Linked DNA regions of Mus musculus: region 1 is linked to region 2. The links are chromatin contacts, called in public Micro-C maps. All regions are on one chromosome and are shown on one strand. Each heading gives the region's core, a stretch centred on a gene start, on an enhancer-like site or on the middle of the called end of the contact. The rest is flanking DNA. Distances are from core to core; before and after follow the strand shown. Region 1 holds the start of 9130024F11Rik (RIKEN cDNA 9130024F11 gene). Region 2 holds the start of Pantr1 (POU domain, class 3, transcription factor 3 adjacent noncoding transcript 1).

Region 1 (6,814 bases), core at 386-2,885, about 14 Mb before region 2:
CTTAAACAAGTAAAGCTGCGCGAGCCGAAAGGCTAGGGCCGCGGGAGTCCGCAAAAGTTTGTGGCTCCTAAGCCTTAGAAGGACCAGCTAGGGACTCATCGGCGCGGCCTCGCTCGGGGCGGAGAGGCTAGGTCCCCACGGCTCAGCTCTGCTCGCGCCGAACTCGGTCCTCAGCCGCTGAGGGTCTTCGGGAGCCCCAGTGCTGCAACCCGAGGGGCGCGCAGCTTCAGCGCCCCGGCCGGCACAGTGTTCTGGCCTCCGGGCAGCTCGGGCTGCGCCGCTCGCAACGTAGCCCGCGTGGCGAGAGTGGCAGGGATGCAGCCTGCCTTGTGCCCACGGAGCAACCCTTTCTCCAGTGCCGGACCCACAGCCAGCCGGACGGGCGGAGTCTCGCTCCAGGCGTTCGGGACACCCGGGCTATTGTTCCGGACCCGCGGCCGCACGGGATTTGAGGGAGAAGTGGCCTTCCCCAAACGCGGCCGGGAGCGCTTCGGGCCGGGCCGGTCGGCTCCGAGCAGATGGGGAGCTCGCTCGCACCGAGAAAAGTTGCTCCGAGGGGCGGAGGCGGTGGGTGGTGGGCGGAGGCGGTGGGTGGGGGAGGCGATCGCCCTCCTATCTCCAAAGTCGAAAGTACTCGGCGGCGCAATTAACAGAGCCCGGAGACGAGGCAGCCTCTGCCGCCTCCCGAGCGCCAGCCTGCGCCTCTGCGGCGAGCCGCGACACGGAGCGCCCGCCTAGTCGCCGCAGCCTGCGCGCCGGGACGAGTGCGCCTAGGGGCTGGGCGAGGCGGCTGCGCCCTGGACTTGCTACAAGGAGGAGGACCAGACCCTGGGCCCTGGCGTTCGTCAGCGCTTAGACGCACCCATTCGTCGGCCGTGGCCACCGCCTCGCGCCACACTCAGTCCTCAGCCATCCGTCCTTCGTCGCCCGGTGCATGAGGTCCTTGCCACCCCGCTCCCACCTCCGACTCCCCCCTTCCTCCTTTTTCCCTGACTCCCACCCCCTCGCCTATCCCTGTGCCTCCTCCGCAGCCCGGCTCCTTGGGTCGCCGTGCTCACAGCGATTGATTGATTGATGTTTAATTTCCTGCCAGGCGGGGCCCCCCTCCCCCCGCAACCTCCCCAGCCCTCCTCCCCGCCCCCCACTCCCCTCCTTCATTGCGGTGGACCAGTCTGGCTTGGGTTTAGATCCGTCCCCCCCATTCCCATCCCGAAATAACCCAGAGACATCCCCTACCCCCACCCCAAATTATTATTTTGAAGGCGCTAGATCTGGGGACCGAAAGGGGGAGGGGGAGAAATCGGAAACCGAGGACAACCCAAAAGGACTCACTTTGCCTGATGACTCAACGCAACTAATAATCATCTCCCTCTCAGTGTCTTTCTCTCTGCGGCTTGTCAGTGAGTCCGGCTCTGGCTTCTGGCAGAGGCAGCCGCGAGGGGAGAGGTTGGAGGTGACAGCTTGTGCGGCCGCCGCGTTTTCTCTTGCGCGCGGTCCGGGGTCTCCGCACCTTCCCCGCTCTTGGTGGCAACGTCCCCGCGACTCTGGCCGCGCCTCCTCTGGAGCTAGCGGCTGTAGGAGCCAGCAGCCGCCGCAGCCTCCCAGTCCTCAGCCCTTTCTCTCCAGAACCGGTCTTCTACCCGAAGGTGTGAAAGGCTCTTTCAGCCCCCTCTCCCCCCCCCCTCCTCCGCCGTCCCCTCCCCCGCTCGCTCTGGTGCCCCTTTGGAGGAGTCCTCCTTTCCCTCTCCTCCTCCTCCCTCACTGCCCCCCGCCCCCATCATCATAACAACCATCTCCGAACCAGAAGAAGACACCCTGACCCAGGACCTTAAACGCTAGGACCGGGGAAGAGGAAAAGGAAAGGGGAAGGAGGAAAGAGAAAGGAAGACTAGGACAACACTACAATTCACCAAAAACTTTCCACCCTGGATTCTCTACTTTTGCTCCATGGACAGAGCCCCAGCCAGCCAAGTTTCAGACAGACCGTGAGCAGTAAGTACGCTGGGCGAGGGCTCCCACGCGGCGCCTGTAGTTCGGGAAGCCCTGGGCGCGCTAAGTTCCCCGGCTGTTCTGGGGCTCTGGCTCTCACGCGCGCTTAGGCGAAGCCGGGAAGTGCGGTGGAGCCTTCACTGGCAACCCCTCCGAGCACTCCCTACATCTTTCGCATTCTTCTTAACTCCTCTCTGTCCCCCACCACCACCTCGTCTGGACTCGTGGCGACTAGGCTTCTCCCGCGTCCAAAGCGCTCTTAGAGGATTCTCAGAGCCCCTGGTGTATTAGGGGTTCCTTTCATGGGTTTCAGTGACAATGTGGGCGCCGTTTCATCAGGTGTTTTCCCTTCTTCCGGGTCACTCCTCCAAAATTGAAGAGTATGGAGCACTGCTCGCCTAGGGACCTCGAGAAAAACTTTCCAGATTTAGAAATTAGGATTAATGAAGCCTGCTCCTGTACCTAAGAATCAAGATTTCTTTCTCTTATGTTGTACGCTTAATGGCTTAAAAAACAACAACCACATCCAGGATACGATGAAGATAAGAATGCTCCCAAATAATAATTGTGATCCTGGGATGGAGGGTAGCCTTTCCAAATCTCAGAGTGTTTTGGGATGCTCGCTCACGTGAAATTATAGTTAATTTTTTTGTGTGCAAAGGTGTGTGTTTGTGTACACAAGTGTACTTGGTCCATAAAGGTAAAAGGTGGGGATTCCATGGATCCATTGATCCAGCTTGGCCATCCACAGCGCATTTATCAAGCAATTAATTTGCTTAAGGACCCGTGTAAGTCCTTGCTCCCTCCCTGGCCTGGTGGGACCTCTCGCCCATAAGTACGCTCCTTTCAAAACCCTGACACCCCAAGTGGGGCTTATGGTGGTGGTGGCTCTTTATCAAAGAGAGGATAATGCCAGCGCTGCCCGCAATGAATGGGGTACTGCTTAAAGGCTTCGAGGTCCGACTCTGTCCACACAACTGAGGGCTAACTCTTGGGACCTGAGACAGAGCAGGTCTTAGTACCTCAAGTTCTGGGCAGCTTTGGGACCTCCAGTGTTTGTTTGGTTGGGACTTGCTTTCCCGGGACCCTTCGGTACCCTTCTGCAGCGTGGGAGGAAGTTTGTGTGGCTGCGGTGCAGTGCTCTGCCACTGGCCTGATCGTCTATCACGTGTGTGAGCGGTTTTCCCTCTTTTTTTTTTCCCTCCCCCTTTCCTCCCCTCCGCCCCCTCCCTAGGTCCCTGCGCGTTTTATTGCGACCTGCCGGTGGGAACTTTGTCTCCAAATCGGAGCAGCATGGAGCGGCGGAGCGAGAGCCCGTGTCTTCGGGACAGCCCCGACCGAAGAAGCGGCAGCCCCGACGTCAAGGGGCCTCCCCCGGTGAAGGTGGCCCGGCTGGAGCAGAACGGCAGCCCCATGGGAGCCCGCGGGAGGCCCAACGGCGCCGTGGCCAAGGCCGTGGGAGGTAACAGCCCGGAGCTGGGAGGTGCGCGCAGCGGAGGCCCAGTGATAATGGCCTGGGTGTCAGGGTTCAGGTTGATTAGGCGCTGTTTCGGTGTAGGATTACAGGAAGTCAAATCCAGGTTGCCAAATAGTGCCCTAGTTGCCTCTCCGCAACTGGTAGTAGCTTCATCTCGAGTTAAAACAAGAAAGTGGTTTACCCAGAGGGTGGCATTTTTTGGGCACTTTGCCACTCTGTGCTGAGGTGTTGGCAGGTCTGTGTCACAGCCAGCTAACTGTTTCTAGATTTTCCTAGAGAGCTCTTTAGTGTTTTAACTCCTTTGCCTTGCCTCGGATCTGTTTTAGGGCTGAAGCTTGTATGCCTTGGTTGTAGTGGGACAGAGACCTAGGATCTGGCTAGAGTCGAAGCAGTGACTCTGGTGTTCTTCTGTAGCTGGGACAGGGTTGAGACAAATGAGTGACAGCTAGGACTGTGTCCTGCAGAAGTTCTAGGGGAAAAAACCGAAGGATCACCGTGAATCCATTATGTCCTTAGAGGATTTGATGCTGTTTTGCCTGCAGAGTTTAGACGGAGCCGGTTATAACTTTGATAGGAATTAGAGAATTGGGTGAAAAACAGCAAGCAACTCTATATGCTGCCTGCTGCTTCCCTACCCAAGAATTAAATATTATTTTAAAGGAAGACTTTTATGTTTCAGTACATCTACACATAACTTTCTTCAATAGTGTTTAGTAATCTTACAAAATAAGACCAGAGAGGAATTTAAATACTGTATTTTGGGTTTGCAGGGCAGTCAACTAGCTGTTTCGTACATATGAAATGTACAACTTTACACAGCATTCAGACTGTTTTGTTTGGGATAAATTATTCCTTTAATTGTACTATGCCTGAGATACCCCCTCACCCCAGTGGCTTTCAACAGCAGTAAGTTTAATGTAATTCTTAAACTTGGTGATAAAGTCCCACCTCCCATTCCCCCATCCCTTATGTCCCTGTTTGTGGTGACCATCAAATTTTGGAATACATGCTTAGTTTGAAATGTCTCCACACACCTAAGAAGATGACACTTTTCTGTTTTTAATGTTATTACTATTTTTCTTGGTGGTAGTCATTAAACACAGCTTAGCTTGCCTCAATCCTTTAAATTGGCCATTTGTCCCGAGAAGCAGCCTTCCTCTCAATTTTTCAAGTTTTGAAAACATGTTTTGGCTTCTGTATAGTCCCATTTAGAGATGTGAAAACATACTTTTAATGAGACAAAAAGAAATGAAAAAGAAACGAGCATGCAAACAAATCTGGCAACTGCATGGCTAACTTTTCAAGAGTGGGGTTCATGAGTATATTGCCCCAAGACCAGAACAATGACCCGAGCCTCACTTTATGGACACCTCTATGCACACAATGGAGGGAAATCCATCAGAGATATGGTAAAACCAAGCTTCGATCCTGACTGTACAGGCTGCTAATGTCTGGTGAGGACATTTTTGGAAATCCTTGGAAAACACATATTCTGGAAGTCACCTTTTATATAAGAAAAATCGTGGACTTAGTAATTTTTGTTTCCCTTTGTTAATACAGTGCAGTTCAGCTGCACGCTCTAAGTTCGCTGAGTTCTTTAGACAGTTTAGAGTGTAACTATCAAGAATCCTTCAACAAAGCTGGCTTCTTTTTCTTTCATGTCATATTGAACTAGGAAAGAAGTTGCCTCAGTCTGTTGATTCTGGGTCCCTTTAGTATGGAACCCAGAATCTGCTCCTTTGCAGATTTTCTGAAATTACAATTTGCTTTTGACCACTGATTCTAAATTTGCTACAGATAAAATTAATGCCTTTCTGAAGAATAATAGATTTCAGTAAACTTCTCTAGTCAGCACCTTGGAGGCTTAATTTAATTTGGAAACAGTGGGTCCTATTAGATGCCTCCCAAGCTGGAAGTAAGATAACAGCATTTGCCTTAATGCACAACATTTGTAGTGCTTAATAGTAAAGGGTATATGGTGGATTTGTATATGGTGGGTTTATAAATATTCTTTTTAAAAAGCTTTAATTCTCTTATATTTTTAGTGGTAAGCCTAGCCTTTAATGGCTGAGCCATCATCTCTCCAGCATAAAGCTTTAATTCTCTACAGCATAATAGATTCTTTGGAATCTATCTACTTTAAATAAACTAATTTAGAAACCTTCAAAATATAACTTAGAATATCAAATTTTGCAGTGCAATGCTTTTTTGTATTGACTGTTAATAATTATTTTGTTGGCTTCAGTCTATAAAGTTCCCAAGTGTAAGATGTTAATAATTTTATTTCTTTATAACTTCTAATCATGTATGTAGACTGGAAGAAAGCCAAGCCTTTTAAAAATGTATATTTTAAATTAAAAAAAATGTTCAAAGTATATTTCTAGTTAGAAATTCTTGTAATTGAAATGTTTTCTTTTAACATAGGATAAGTATAAAGTAGGTTGTATTTCCACCATTGTACATCTCTTGTTGAATATTCTTTGTAAAACAAACATAGATAGTCACAAAAATGTGTACTGCTGAGCCATTTGTTTTCATCTTCGGGCTATTGCATTGTGTCCATGCTGTGGACATGGACTGTGGACACAGAGTAGTGGGGAGCACAGGCTTGTTTCTCTTGTGTTCCTCCTGAAAATTGTCCTCCTCACAGAGCTAGGGAAAATCATTACGTTAATTGGTTGCTCCGTAAAATAGCAATTTATCCCACCGCTTTTGATAAGCAGGAAGAGATAAATGTTTTTGGTTGGCTGAGAGACCATGTTCTGCTGCTGTGCTCCTTTTTAAAGAGTGGGAACTTGTTAGGATTTTTTGATGAGCTTTAGATATTCATAAAAGGGGGGGTTAGCATTCTTGTAGTAGAGTCTGGTTTGAACCAGTTACGTGGTGAATGTCCCATCGCAGTCTAAGGTGTTTTAAGAATCAACTTAGCGTTAAGTCAGTGCCCTATGTACAATATGGTCAGCCTTAGATGCCCAATAGCAGCTACACTGGTTTTGCTCTGTCTTTTCTAACACCTCTACCCCCCCCCCCCCGGGGATGTTTCTGTTCTTTGTGTTATATTTTCCAAAGCATGGATATAGTGAATTGGAAGGGCTCGGATATATGTAAAAGTCAGCTTTTTTAGAAGGTCTTCATGGGGAAAAAAGGCTAATATCTCTTTAAAAAACATATGAAGGCTGGGAGAGAGTTTAGACAGGCAAGAGCCTTGTGGTGTTGACAGCTTTATATCCCTGCTGGGTGACATTCACTTACTAGAATTGGCGTTCCCTCTCAGCTAGTAATTCACTCCATAAGGATTTGGGAAAAGGATGATTAATGGTGGGGGAATTTATATTTGCAGGATTGTTG
Region 2 (7,383 bases), core at 3,677-6,176:
TTTATCGGAGTCAGTCCAGAAATAAAAAATAAAAAATGTTAATAAAAAAAATATTAGCGGCGGAATCTTTAGGCATGGTCCACCCCGAGCGGCAGTCAGCAAAGCCCGGGTTTGGTGGTGGAGGCCTGGCCCTTGTGGGCGGTCTCAGAGGCTGGGCCCGGGCCCCGCTTTTGTGCCCTCTCCGCTAGTGGATTGCGGCTGGACGTACCTACCCTTCAGCCTCACCCAGCCTTGGCTCTTTCGCGATGCTTTTATTTCCAAGTTTACTGCGGAGGATGCTTTCTTTTGGCTTTCTTGTTCAGTCTGTGAACTTCAGAAGCGGCGAATCTTCCCCCCCAGACTCTGTTTCTCCCTTCTTCCCATTTCTTAGTTGATTTATTTGTTCCCCAAAGACTTGAATATGGCCAAGAAAAACACTGTCCAAGAGCAGAGTCAGACCTGCAGGAAACCTGGTGCGTCTTTCTTTTCAGGTCGCTCCCCATAAAGAAAGTTTCCATGGATCTTTTAGGCAGCCCTTTTGGAAGAAGTGGAAGAAAGAGGGGGGGGGTGTCTCTCTCTTATCTCCGAGGCAGGTGTTCTCCACCGACGACGCCATGCAGGACATCTCGGTGTGGACAGTACCTCAAGTGTGCAGTTTAGGTGCGTTAGGCATCTTCACCCTTCTTTCAAAACAGAAGCAGAACACCACCACAGTATAAACGAGATGTCCCTGTTGCCCCTTTTCCTCTTCCGGTTTTGTTTGTTATATATGCATATAAAACAGTCTTGGTATTTATTATGCTTAAAAATTTTTTTGGTCCCTCCTTTCTTGGACTTCAGAAAGAGTCTCATCGGTCTCCAGCTGTCCTCCCCCCTCCTGGGGCCGTGGCACGCCTGTCTTTGGGCGGAGGGGAGGAGGCCTAGATGCCCTGGCACTGGCCAGGTGCTGGGTCTGCGCGGCGGCAGCGGCGGCGGCGGCGACGGTGACGGCGGCGGCGGCGGCAGCAGCAGCAGCGGTGGTTCTCGGCGGCGGCGGCTCGGAGACGGCGGCGACGGCGACCATGGCGGTGCTGACAGCGGCTGCGGAGGTGGCGGCGGCGGCGGCGGCCCTCTTCGCGCTGCGCCCCGGCATTCACTGCACGCTGGTCTGAAGCCCGTGGTGCGGTGGCGGTGTGTCAGCGCTCACGGTACCCACCTGCGAGTAGACATCGTCCGGCGTCTGCTGCTGGATGCCAGGGGGCGTCATGCGTTTTTCCTTTTGGCGTCGGTTGCAGAACCAGACCCGCACGACCTCCTTTTCCAGCTGTAGGCTGTCGGCCAAGTTGGTGATTTCCTGCGCCGAGGGTTTAGGGCACTTGAGGAAGTGGCTCTCCAGCGCGCCTTTGACGCTAACCTCGATGGAGGTCCGCTTCTTGCGCTTGCGGCCCTGCGCTGCGATCTTGTCAATGCTGGTGGGACTGCCAGTGCTCGAGTCAGCCTCCTCCAGCCACTTGTTCAGTAGCGGCTTGAGCTTGCACATGTTCTTGAAACTGAGCTGCAGGGCCTCGAAGCGGCAGATAGTGGTCTGCGAGAACACGTTGCCATAGAGCGTACCCAGAGCCAGCCCCACGTCCGCCTGGGTGAAACCCAGCTTGATGCGCCGCTGTTTGAACTGCTTAGCGAACTGCTCCAGGTCGTCAGACGTCGGCGTGTCCTCGTCCGAGTGAGGGTCGTGGCTGTTGAGCCCTGGCCCCGCGCCGCCGCCGCCGTGATGCGGGGGTCCCTGCGCGTGGTGCGGGTGCGGCGGGTGCGGGTGCGCGTGGTGGTGATGGTGGTGATGATGCTCCGCCAACTCGGGCGTGTCCCCGCGCACTAGCCCGGGGTGAACCAGGCTCTGGGCTCCACCGCCCGCTCCACCGCCGCCACCGCCGGGCCCCGGGGGCGCGCTCAGCATGCCGTTCACCGTGAAGCCTCCGGGCTGCGAGTACAGCAGACTCTGCGGCGGCGGCTGCTGGCCACCCGCCATGGACGGGAGGTGAGCGGCAGCGGCGGCGGCTGCGGCGGCAGCGGCGGCGGCGGCTGCGGCCCCCCAGCCCCCAGGGTGTCCTTGGTGAGGGGGCGGCGGCGGGGGCCCGAGGTGCGGCGGTCCGCGGTGATGCAGCGCGGTACCGGCGTGCAGGTCTTCGCGTCCAGCGCCTCCCTTCACGTCGGGGCCCTGAGGCGGCGGCGGCGGCGGCTGTGGCGGCTGCTGGGGGCTGCCGGCCATGCCCACCGCACTGCCCGACCACGGTGAGCTGGCTTCCACGGCAGCGGCGGCAGCAGCGGCGGCAGCGGCGGCAGCGTGGGGCAGGGCGGTGACCCACTGGTGCGCGTGGCTCAGCATATGGCCGCCGTTGCTGGCGGCCATGGCCCCCTGCATGAAGTCGCTCTGGACCATCTTGACCGAGGACGGGTCCCCCCGGTAGGCGCCCGAGGTCACGGCGGCGCTTCCCGGCTGCATGCCGCCGCCGCCGCCCCCCGCCCCGCCGCCGCCGCCGCCGCCGCCCCCTCCGCCGCCGCCCGCCCCGGCCGCGTCCGAGTGCACAATGGAGCCGGCCGTGAGCAGGCTGTTCCCCGGCAGGTAGGGGTTAGAAGCCGCCGTGGCCATGCCGCTCCGCTCCCGCCACCCCACCGCCGCCACCACCGCCGCCGCCGCAGCAGCAGCCGCGGCCGCAGCCGCCGCCGCCGCCGCCGCGCCCCCCCCGCCTCCCGCCTCCTCCCCCCCCGCTCCTCCTCCCCCGCCCCGGGTCCCCGCCGGCCCCGCCGCCTTCTCCGCCGCCTCCTCCTCCGCCGCCTCCGCCCCCGCCGCCGCCGCCGCGGCCCGGGGCTGCAGCTGCAAGGCCGCTTGGCAGGGCGCGGGGGTCGCCGGCTAGCCTCGGTCAGCAGCAGCCGCCGCTGCAGCAGGAGCAGCGCCCTGGGGAGGGGGGATCGCTTCTCCGGGCGAGCTCCGTGGCCAGCCCCTTCAGGGGGGGTCGTGGTCTCCCCCCTGGCCGGGAGCGATCGGCTGGCTCCAGCGAGGCTCGCCCACTGGGGCGGGGACCCGTACTTCGGGCGCTCTCTCGGGGAGCAAGGGCTCCGCGGCTCCTCCTGTCCTCGGACGAGTGCGGACTCTGGCCCGGCACAGGGCTCTGTCCACCTGCTAAGCGAAGGTTTCACGGGAGACAACAAAGGACGAAGCGGTTCCTTTCTTCCTTGGCCAAATTGTGGGTGGCCAGCAATCTGGCCGCTCCTAGTTGGTCCGCTGTCTTCCCTGATCTTCAGCAACACATCTTACTGTTTCCCCTTACTATAGTAAAACTTTTCCGGTCCTTACAGGCGTGGTGATGCTGGCGGCTCGCGTCTGCGGAGTGGGGCGGCTGGCTCCTGTTCTGCCCCCCTGGTTCGCTTCTTTCAAGTTTTGTTTTGTCCTAGGAAAACTTCTTGCGATGGTGCATTTCTCTGAAGTTGTTATTGCCGGAGCTCTTGGACGTCTCTGAAACAAGAGTCCCTTTTCATGTTCCTCGCGACACTCACAGTCTGGTGCGACATCTTTCCTTTTGGGTAGAAATTAGGAAACAAATATAACAAGGCAAAAATTGAACAGGAAAAAAAAATGTCGAATTGTTCTGTTACCTTGTTGCTGAAGGTTGGGGTTGATGTTTTATTTTTTCCCCGGCAGTTGTCTGGAGAAGGAGGAGGAAGAAGAGTGCATTGGTGGAGGTGGAGATGTGTGTGTGCATACAGGGAATCCTTGATACACAACCAACTCCTGTGGGCACGTTGTACCGCTCCTAGAGTACCCGACGGCGGGCGCGGGAGCAGGCGTGCCGGGGCAGAGTTGCAGCCGGAGCTAGCTCTGCGCCCGGATTCTCTCTCTTTCTCTCTGTCTCACTTTCCCTCTCTCTCTCACTCTCTCTCTCCCTCTCTCCTTCTCTCGAGCGCCCGCTCCCGCTAGGATCTGACAGTTCGCTCTCCGTCCCTCCCTCTCAGAGCAGGGACTGTCGAATGTTTACCCTCCGCCGCAAGCGCGCACCCACCACCACACTTTCCCAAATACAAGGAAGTCGAGCACCAGGGCCCCTGCTGATTGGCTACCCGCTGGGTGATTGGCAAGCCTGGAATGACTGGCTTAGGACGCCTGGCCCCCCTTCCGGCCGTTCCGATTGGTTGCTTTTTAATTTAGGCAGAGCGTCGTAGAAGCTGGAAATCTGTTGTCCCCCCCCCCCCGCCCCATCCTCCCTCCTCCGCGCCACTTTCCCCTCCACGCCCCTCCCCCTCCGCCCCCTTCGTCGTCCCCCCCCCTCGCTCCACCCCTCCGCCACATCTTAACTCTTAGTGTCCAGCCCAAACGTCTGCGTTCCCTTGGCGGCTCCCTGTGTTCGCGATTGGTCTGGGGGGGTTGGGAGAGAAATGGAAGAGAAAAGGAGGGGGCGGGTAGAAGGGGGACCAGGAGGAAAATGAAGAGGGGAAAAAAATCTTGAAAAATAGCAGTCTACCCATTCTACCTAGACTGCGTTGTGTCGCACCCCCACCCCACGCGAGAGATTTGTAAAGCGCGCGCCGCGGATGTACGTTCAAGCTAATACCTATAGACAGATGTGTCCCCACTGGTTTCAAAGTTTCCTCTTCCCTTCACGCGCGGGCCCCCATCTCTGTCCTGCAGGAGGTGGGAAAGGAAGGCTTGCCTCGCGCAGAGCTCCTGTGGCCAAGCTTCTTGGAAATCCGCCACTGCAACTTTGTGCAGCCGCGGCGCGCCGGCGGCGACCCTCTTTGTTTAAGTTCTCGGATGCCATCATCTGGGAAACCTGCAGCCCTGTACCAGCGCGGGGCCCGCGCGTGCGAGTCCGACCGCTTGCTGCGGCTGCTCGCTCTCCAACCCCCCCTCCCTCCTTTCCTCCCTCCCACCCACCCTCCTCTGGGATTCTTGCAAGTATCGTGCGTGCCCTTGTGAGTTTGGAGGGTGCCGGTCAACGAAGCCACGCGAGGTATTTGAAAGGCAATCAGCCCGACCGTCCCCCTAGATTCATCGTAAGTGTATTCGATCCCAATGCCTTTAGAATGCAGTGTCTGCCTCAGCTCGCCTAGAGGGCCTAGGGCTGCTAGCTGCTCACCCGCCCCCCACCCCGGTCCCCTTTACCGCTGACTCGTGTGTGTGTGTGTGTGTGTGTGTGTGTGTGTGCGTGCGTGTGTGCGCGCGTGTGAGTGTGTTCATTGGTGGGGTTTTCACTCGCTTGCTATTCTTGGGCATGGGGACGCTTTATTTTCCTCTTTCTTTGGGTCTCAGGTTTTGCGAGGTGGCTGTGACCGCTGTCGACAAGTGCTTTCTCAGCCGCAACCCAGCTGAAAGAGTTAAGGGGCCCGGGAGGAGGAGTGCGCCCGGTAGGCGGGAGAAGAGGGGGTGGTGTGGTGTGTGTGTGTTGGGGGGGGGGGGGACGACGCGGCCAAGCGGAAACGCCGCACAGAGGAACCTCAGCGAACCAAGAAAAAAGAGAAAGTGGCAACGAAAACAAGGACAAATTAAATCCTCCTTGGGGATTTCCAATGAACTAACCCAATTCGGACATTCAATAAATACACGACTCTTAATGAGTGTGCGTGTGCTTGCACCCCGCACCCTCAGCTGCAGGGCACCGGACCGCAATCTGCAGTTTCTAGTCCAAGCAGCAGCCGAGAACGTAACCCGGCGGTCGGTGTGCTCCGAATATAAAGAACTGGCCTGCCTTCTCCCCGATGCATAATTTCTCTAGAGGGCTCACTTCTGTGAACTCAGTTACAGAGGGAGCTCTCCAGCTCAGCAGCAGCCTCGCAGCCTCTGCGTGATCTCGAGATTAACCGTAGACGCGGGGCATTTATGTAGGATCGGGTCCAGCTCCTGCTTGCCGGGGTGAAAAGATACCATCGTAGAAACAGATCTAAAAGGCAGCAGTAACCAAAGCCCCAAAACAGAACGGATTCCCCCCTCCATTCCAAAAGGTTCCTTTTTATATTTATATATGCGTATATGTATATATAAAAGATGGAACACAGATTTCATTGAATAAATCTGAGATCTCCAGGTGCAGACGTTTGAATAGTCGGTGCCAGCACCCCGTGTTTTCCTTTCCTGCCGATTTTGCTTGGATCCGGCTCAAAAACCGAAAGAGTCTCGTGGTTTTGTTTACACTGAATGGGGAGGATAGGAACAGAGCCATGGGGCCGCCTTTCATTAATATACAGTGAGGATTTTGTCTAAATTACTGCTATGAGTTTCACAGTACACGCTTTCAAAAGCCGTCTCAGGTGGCCTGATGAAACGGGATAGCGCCTCAGCAAACAGATCCACTTTCTTTCTTTGCAAGGAGGGTGTGCACGTTCGGGAAGCCCCCCAAACGCTGTGCTCCTCAATAACAGAAACGCACTTCTGTTCCCAGGTCTGTCCCCTTCTCTCCCCCCACCCCCCACGTACTTAGTTCTCAAATCGCTCCCCAGCTTCCCCCCTCCCACCCCACCCAATCCTCCCCCTCCCTCTGCGGAGTGTGATTGTTTTGTCTGGAAAAAAAAATCCAAAGTATATAACAAGGGGAGAACAGTTAGTGCTGATTTTCATTTGCATACATTTTCATATATTTTGGTGAAAATAATAGACGAGAGAGAACCGGGCTTAGAGGAGTCAGTGTAAAGAGAAGGCTAAGGATAACTCGGCTCTGGAGAGTAGAGAATATGCCTTCTCTTCTGCCCCTCCAGGAACCTTACTTTTTTTTTTTTAAACAAAAAACAAAAACAAAAAACAAAAACCAAAAACCAAAAACCAACCACCACCTTTTATTTAAAAGTCTAACCTTGGGAATTTGCTGGGTAAGTGTTTTTTTTGTTGTTGTTGTTGTTTTGTTTGTTTGGTTTTTCTTGCTCTGCTTCCTCTTTTTCCTTCCTTTCTGGTGTATTGTTTATTTGTGTTCTTGAAGGTTTGGAAGCTTTATTTTCATTGCTTGGGAGGAGCGGGGAAGGGAAAGTGTGTGGAAGGGAGTTAGTAAGACAGGTCTGACGTTGCTAAAATAATACATAAAAAGGTGGACTGATTCCAATGGCCCTCACAGCAAGAGCTTTACCCTTCTGAGAGAGAGAGAGAGAGAGAGAGAGAGAGAGAGAGAGAGAGAGAGAGAGAGAGCTATTAATTTTAGTTGTTGATCATGAGAGGGGTAAACCCTAGAAATGAGTTGTTTACTAAACATAAATATTTCTTATTTGGAATTTTCCCCAGAGAATCAGGGCTGAAGAGGGAGATGCCTGGCCTGTCTTGGTGGGGGTGTCTGAATTGTGAGTCTGCCCAGATTAGGACAGGGAGCTGTAGGATCCAGTGAAGAGGGGAGGGGGCTGGCAACCAGAGGGCAGAGGGCTAGAGATGAGGAAGAAGTGAGGGAGAAGAGGCAG

The links. A called contact is a pair of places that touch in the nucleus more often than the background predicts.
Region 1: a contact with region 2 is called in a Micro-C map of embryonic stem cells, with 34 times the contacts expected there. The contact joins the promoter of 9130024F11Rik here to the promoter of Pantr1 in region 2. A contact is called at or near these places in 2 of 39 promoter capture datasets (cranial neural crest and embryonic stem cells), 5 of 484 Hi-C or Micro-C datasets (all in embryonic stem cells) and 1 of 115 datasets of contacts at active chromatin or transcription factors (embryonic stem cells).

Annotation. Positions count from the first base shown.
Region 1 is chr1:56,966,290-56,973,103 of GRCm38.p6, reverse strand. It overlaps 9130024F11Rik (RIKEN cDNA 9130024F11 gene), which reads right to left and starts at 1,635. Exons shown (of 2, transcript NR_024326.1): 1 at 1,333-1,635. Satb2 (special AT-rich sequence binding protein 2) reads left to right here and starts at 1,770. Exons shown (of 11, transcript NM_139146.2): 1 at 1,770-1,992; 2 at 3,224-3,451. The coding sequence starts at 3,283.
Region 2 is chr1:42,692,368-42,699,750 of GRCm38.p6, reverse strand. Pantr1 (POU domain, class 3, transcription factor 3 adjacent noncoding transcript 1) reads left to right here and starts at 4,926. Exons shown (of 4, transcript NR_027826.2): 1 at 4,926-5,004. Pou3f3 (POU domain, class 3, transcription factor 3) reads right to left here and starts at 3,983. Exons shown (of 1, transcript NM_008900.3): 1 at 1-3,983. The coding sequence starts at 2,605. The coding sequence ends at 1,112. The region is part of intron 1 of Gm46091 (predicted gene, 46091); the gene reads right to left.